2 separate regions of the Pan troglodytes genome follow, and region 1 is linked to region 2. Evidence: chromatin contacts called from public HiChIP or PLAC-seq data. All regions are on one chromosome and are shown on one strand. Each heading gives the region's core, a stretch centred on a gene start, on an enhancer-like site or on the middle of the called end of the contact. The rest is flanking DNA. Distances are from core to core; before and after follow the strand shown. Region 1 holds the start of ELOC (elongin C). Region 2 holds the start of STAU2 (staufen double-stranded RNA binding protein 2).

The links. HiChIP or PLAC-seq counts read pairs in DNA pulled down with a chosen protein or histone mark.
Region 1: an H3K4me3 HiChIP or PLAC-seq map of stem cell-derived excitatory neurons shows a contact between it and region 2, with 5 times the contacts expected there. The contact joins the promoter of ELOC here to the promoter of STAU2 in region 2. A contact is called at or near these places in 1 of 7 Hi-C or Micro-C datasets (stem cell-derived neural progenitor cells) and 1 of 1 datasets of contacts at active chromatin or transcription factors (stem cell-derived excitatory neurons).

Annotation. Positions count from the first base shown.
Region 1 is chr7:82,624,210-82,627,688 of NHGRI_mPanTro3-v2.0_pri, reverse strand. ELOC (elongin C) reads left to right here and starts at 1,390. Exons shown (of 4, transcript NM_001252005.1): 1 at 1,390-1,437.
Region 2 is chr7:82,400,015-82,403,264 of NHGRI_mPanTro3-v2.0_pri, reverse strand. STAU2 (staufen double-stranded RNA binding protein 2) reads left to right here and starts at 1,950. Exons shown (of 12, transcript XM_054656829.2): 1 at 1,950-2,147. The coding sequence starts at 2,094. The region is part of intron 6 of UBE2W (ubiquitin conjugating enzyme E2 W); the gene reads left to right.

The DNA.
Region 1 (3,479 bases), core at 141-2,640, 220 kb before region 2:
GTGGAGGCTGCAGTGAGCCGAGATTGCGCCACTGCACGCCAGCCTGGGAGACAGAGCGAGACACCCTCTCAATAAAAAAGAAGGAAAGAAAAGAGAAGAGAAAAGAAAAGGGGCCTACAGCCTCCTCATCTGCACCTCCATGCCTGTCCTCCCCACCAAACTCTACTTCGAGCTACCATTACAGCCAAAAAATCTTTGTTCTGATTTCTGTAAAGGCTTTAAAAAATTATCCAAGACAATCTCCTTGATTATTGCAACTAATTATAAAAAACCAATGTCTTTTATCTACCAAATCAACTAAATTAAACAAAAAAAAAGCCTTTCTGGCAAGTCCTCAGTTCAACAAACTCTAGATAGCCTGTTATCTATTTTTTGAGCACACAAAGTGCCTCGTTGAGCACCTTGTAATGTTGTCTTGGCCCTACATACATTCTCTTCATGCCACACTCCTGGAAAACAGTAGAAGGTGAACTTTATTTAGCTGTTTCAGCCTTCCTGGAAAGGTGTCTGTATATCTTACCATAGGAAACGCGGGGGGTGGGAAGCGGGGCGTGGAATGAGAAAGAAGTTCCCAAAAACTGAGTAACGGTGTTGGCAGGCGCCTGGATTTTCTGTGCGTGAGCTCGGGATCCAGGACAGCTGAGCTAACCCAGAGGCAAAGGCAGGACCCTCGCGGGTGGAGTGGGGGACGTGGTTAGTTTTCAGTTAACATTGAATTCTACCGGGAAGAGAGGAAATGAGGCCAGCCGATTGCGCTAGTCGTTGCTGTGCTGGCTCTTCAGCACGCACAGCAACTTTTCACCAGGGACAGATGCTGCTTCATAAAGAGTACGATCTCGTTAGCAAAGAAACCGCCCTCCCACGTTTCAATCTTTCCTCAGCAGTCTCCCACCTCCAGGCGTAACCCTAAATGAGAGGTACAGACAGTCTCTGAAACCACCAAAATATTAACACGCAGTGCGAGAAACTACAAGTCCCAGGATGCAGGGATGCCTCGGTCCCAACGCCGACGGTATCCACCAGAGAAACTACAAATCCCAGAATGCAGTGCTCTCTCGGACTCCCGAGAGCCTCTCTAAGGACGCGTCTTTACAGCAATTGGATCAGGGTCTGCGCTGCATGCTGGGAATCCAGAAGAGCTAGACTCGGATTGGTCAAAATTTGCCGGTTGCGTTCATAGGCTGGCCTACTATAGGGGAAAAGAGTAGGGCGCTACGCACTACCTCCAGACGGAAGTGAGCGACACACTCTGCGTCCTCGCCTCACCAGGTACGGATCTCCCGCGCGTCGCAGAAAGCGGCTCTGACCCAGCGGAAGTAATTCTTTCGACTGCCCCGGAACCCACCGGAGCAGGCAGCTGGGGGTGGGGGGGCGGCCCTGGGATAGGGGCTGTGGCAGTACGCGGGGACCCGGCTGCGGTGGCTGCGGGACTGACGAGTGAGTCTCGGGCTGGGGCGGAAACGGAGCTCCGGGTAAGGGTGGAGGGCGAGGGAGGCCGAGACTGGACGAGCTCGCAATCCCACTTCCCACCCCTTCCCTTCTGGGCGGGGAAGGAACGGAAGCTGTTAACCTCCTTGGGCCTCCCCAGCCCCTAGTTTGGGGGAGGGGAGAAGAGGGCGGCGGGACCTTTCCTGGCGCCGCTCGGTGGGTTTGGAAAGAGGTGGAAGGAGGGGCAGCAGCCAGCGAGACTGGGCATTCTCCGGGCTGAGCGCGGGAGGGTGGAGTTAGGAGCATGGTAGCCCTGTCGCTTTTCCTTTCTGCTTGTTCCTCGTGTCCGCTCAGATTAGTTCTTTTCTTGAAGTCAGTCCCTAGCCCAGGGAGAGGTCTCTCGCTTCTTCTAGCTGCAGTACCCGAGAAGTTTATCTTCTGGGTAACTTGTTGGGTGATTCTATGCTCGACTTCATGAGTTGGGGGTATCGTGCATCTACTGCCCGTCCAGTCTTGTCTGAAAGGAGGTATCTAGTGTGAAATACTGTGCCCATTGAGTTTCTCTTAAGGAACTGAGATCTGTTGAGTAACATATAACTGTGGAGTTTGTGCCATTTAGAGTGAGCATTTCTACTCCACATTGCTTTTAGTGTAGAAAACCGAAATTCTTTTTTAGGGGGCCGGGGGAGACAGACTTGCTCTTGTTGCCCAGGCTAGAGTGCAGTGGTTCGTTTTCAGCTTGCTGCAACCTCTGCCTCCCAGGTTCAAGTGATTCTCCTGCCTCAGCCTCCCACGTAGCTGGGACCAAGGCGCATGCCACCACGCCTGACTAATCTATTATTAGTAGAGACGGGGTTTCGACATGTTGGCCAGGCTGGTGTGGAACTCCTGACCTCAAGTGATCCGCCCCCGTCGGCCTCCCAAAGTGCTGGGGTTACAGGCGTGAGCCACCGCGCCTGGCCTTGAAATTCTTTAGTGTCTTAAAACCTCACTTTCTCACTTTTTAACTGCCATATTTGCTTTTTTTTCTTTTTCTTTTCTTTTTTTTTTTTTTTTTTTTTTTTTGAGACGGAGTCTCGCTCTGTCCTGAGGCTGGAGTGCAGTGACTTGATCTCGGCTCACTGCAACCTCCGCATCCGGGGTTCAAGCCATTCTCCTGCCTCAGCCTCTGGAGCAGCTGGGATTACAGGCGCGCACCGCCACTGCCGGCTAATTTTGTTTTTTTTTTTTTTTTTAGTAGAGATGGGGTTTCACCATGTTGGTCAGGCTGGACTCCTGAGCTCTGGTGATCCGCCCGCCTCCACCTCCCAAAGAGCTACGATTACAGGCGTGAGCCACCGCGCTTGGCTCCATATTTGCTTTTTGATCCCCGAAAGTTGTTTCCTTTTCTATTCAGTTACCTAAAATGACATATGTCTGATCTCATTTACATTATAATCATGTTGAAACGTAGCAGTTTACATGTGGATTTATTCATTCTGGAGATACAATGGCAAGGAAACAGCTGTGGTACGTACTATAATGGATATTTATTGTTTCTTGCCAATGATGATTTGGGGTCCCTGTTTAATATTAAGTGACCGTTCCTCTTTTTCTTAAATATGAAATTTGATAACTACCATTCAAAAAATACACGTGTATGCATTGCCAGATGGTAATTCTGTAATATAATAGGCACTAGTTTACAGCCAGAAGTTATAGTCAGTCCTATACATCAAGTTCTAAAGTGATATTTAATTGTTTAAATCTTCTAAAATGTTTATTTTGGTTTTTTTGGTAGATTTTTTAGCACTGGAAAATAATCAGGGAAATCTTTGCTATTATGCTCATATTTATTTTTGAGTCAGAGTCTCACTCTGTTCTGCACTCCCAGGCTGAAGTGCAGTAGCCCTATCACAGCTCACTCTAGCCTCAACCTCCTGGGCTCAAACCATCCACCTGCCTCAGCCTCCCTAGGAGTTGGGACTATAGGTGCCCACCACGACACCTAGCTAATTTTTTGTTTTGGGGCCTCAAGTAGTCTTCCTGCCTTGGCCTCCCAAAGTGCTGGA
Region 2 (3,250 bases), core at 701-3,200:
AAGAGCACTGGCCTGCTCAGAGGAGTGTTAGAGAATGCCTCTCAAGGAGGTGATTTTTTTTCTTTTTTTTCTTGAGATGGAGTCTTGCTCTGCTGCCCAGGCTAGAGTGCAGTGGCTCATCTCAGCTCACTGCAACCTCTGCCTCCCGAGTTCAAGCAATTCTCCTGCCTCAGCCTCCTAAGTAGCTGGGATTACAGGTGTGTGCCACCACGCCCAGCTAATTTTTGTATTTTTAGTAGAGATGGAGTTTCACCATGTTGGCCAGGCTGGTCTCAAACTCGTGACCTCGTGGTCTGCCCGCTTCGGCCTCCCGAAGTGCTGAGGTTACAGGTGTGAGCCACCACACCCGGCCAAGAAGGTGATTTTTGAATGCCGTGAAAGATTATTTGTTCACCAGGCGAGAGAAGGGTAGCCTGAAGGGAGAGAGAATAGCCTATGGAAAGACACAGAGGTAGGCAGCTTGACCCTTGGTATGGCTGGTGGGAAAGTAAGGTATTCATTCAAAATATTCAACAATTTCTGGTCAACTTCTTTCGGTCAATGATGGACAGGTGGACTGCATATACAACGGTGGTCCCATAAGATTATACAGTTCTTTAAGCCGGGCGCCTGTAATCCCAGCACTTTGGGAGGCCGAGGTGGCGGGGAGGGGCGGGGGGGGGGGGCCGGCGGGGAATCACTTGAGGTCAAGAGTTCGAGACCAGCGTGGCCAACATGGTCAAACCCCGTCTCTACTAAAAATACAAAAATTAGCTGGACGTGGTGACATGTGCCTATAATCCCAGCTACCAGGGAGGCTGAGGCAGGAGAATTGCTTGAACTCGGAAGGTGGAGGTTGCAGTGAGCTGAGATTGTGCTACTGCATTCCAGCCTGGGTGACAGAGCGAGACTCCGTCTCAAAAAAAAAAAAAATTATATAGTTCTTTTACTGTAGGTTTTCTATGTTTAGGTACAAATACCCTTGTGTTGCAATTGCCTACAGTATTAGTACAGTAACACACTGTACAGGTTTGCAGCCTACGCGCAATAGCTATATACCATATAGCCAAAGCGAGTAGTTGGCTAGACTACCTAGGTTTGCGTTAAGAACACGCTATGATGTGCGCAAAACAACAAAAATCGCTTAATGACACGTTCCTCAGAACATATCCTTGTGGCTAGGTAAGGCATGACTGTATTAGAATGCTGACTGGGTGCGTAAGCCTCTAGAAGGAGCACAGCAAATTTATGGAGGATGCAACATGTTAAATCCGAGGGAACTGGCAGAGGTGAAAAGAGGGGAAAGGAGCATAGGAAGGAGTTCTGGGAGGAAAAATATAGCTGTAGCTAACATTGTACCAGGAGAGGTACTACTTGCCCGGTCCTATTTAAAGGGCTTCATATGTATTGTCACATTTAAATACGAACTATCTATCACATGTAGTCTCCTCTTGATGCACAGGATAAGTAACATGCCCGTGGTCTCCTCACCAGTTAGCAAGCGGATATCCAGCCTTGGTTATCTGACTCTGGCGCCCTTGCTGTTAACCAGGACACACACTACCTTCCCAGGTGCAGACATGAGATTGGTTTTAGATGATGACTGAAATCACCGGCCTGGGAGACATTTCTCAGTCAGAGAAGTGACACTGGGAAGAAACCCTAGAAATAACGTTGCAAACGAGTAAGTTTGTGAAAACACACTAATAGTTCTATTTCGAAATTTCTTTGTCAGATTATTTTTGGTGCCGGTTACTAAACGAAGTGTTCAGTTTCATCGAGCTTAACTGGGTTGAAGTTATCTAGACAAAAGTAATCCACATCAAAACCAGGACGAATCAAGACGTAATTTCTGTTTTCTGGCACTCTTGCCTCATAAATCTAGGATTCAGGGCATTGTTTTCAATGGTTCTCATTTTTGGCTCCAAGGATTCTTTTTCATGTGACTAATATTTTCGGTAGAAGAGGAGGTCTGGCGAGCAGGTGATCACGGATCCCTGGTGTTTGCTGGGCGAGACGGTGAAGCAACCTCCTCCCCGCCCCCTCCCCCGTCTAGAAAGGTGCAAGATCCGCTAAACCGTGCGTCGCACAGCGGCGGCCGGAGCAGACGCGGGATGGTCGCGCGTCCCCTGCACAGCACAGAGGGGCAGCCAGAGAGCCTGGGAAAGGTACGAGCGGGGAATCAGAGCACGGGGTGCGGACCAGAAAGAACAGACGGTCAGTCGGGCGGGGAAGGAAGTTGCCGAGTTGCAGGTGTGGAAGGGGCTGCCCCAGGCCCACCCTTGGCAGACGAGGGGGCGGGGAGTCGCGCCGGGGACGAGGAGACTGCGGACCGGGCGCGCTCCTTGCGCAGTCGCTCGCCCGCGTGCCCAAGCCCCCCGGGAATGGCCCTCGCCCAGGGGCCCAGCTCACCGCCGCTAGCCCCGCAGAGCCTGCAGCTGCTGGGGCCCGGCAGCCGCCAGGGGGCGGGAGCTGCGTCGCGAACAATGGCCGCGCTTGGTCGCGGGCCGGCGGGAGGCAGAGTGGAGGTAGAGCCGGTGCCGGGCGCGCGCGCCGGCCGGGCGTGCTGGGGCGCGGGAGCAGCTGCGCAGGCGGGGGCGCGCGGCGCGAGCGCGGGAGGGCGCGGCGGGAGCGCCGGGGAGGCGGGCGGAGGCGGGCGGAGGCGGGGGGCGGGGAGCCCGAGGGGTGGAAGCCGGCGGCGGCCGAGCGGGGTCAGTTCTCTGTAGTGTTTGCCAATGTTGGAGCCGTCTGCAAAGTGTCCCCGGCAAGAAGGTAAATACCCTCATCGGGGGCGCCCGGGAGACCCCGACTTCCGCGCCGCCGGCGAGGAAGGCAGAGGGCGCTGGGGAGCCCTGCAGTTCCGCAGCACGGGGAACCCGGAGAAGAGCAGCCCCCTTCGCGGCCTCCCCTCCCCCGCGCCTTCCCTCCCACATCGGGCTCTCGGGGCAGCAGCGGGGAGGGGAGACCGGCGGGGGAGGGAGGACCGGGAGGCGAAGGAATTGGGGTGGGGGGTGCGTGTGTGGTGGAGGGGGTGGGACGACACAGGTGTCCTGAGGGGAGGAGCCGGGAGGAAGGCGAGGAGGCCGGGCCAAGTCGGGGTGCGGAGGTGGGGGAGGCAGGAACGCGGCTGCGGGCGCGGGAGGCTGGGGTTCTAGGGGGCCGGGGTGGTAGCGGCCGGAAGAGAGGACGGCGAGTGCAGCCACGGTGTGGCTGCGAGGGAGAGGGAGCGCCTAGAGTAGAGCAGGGGAGGGCGGCCCGGGGAGGGTCTGCG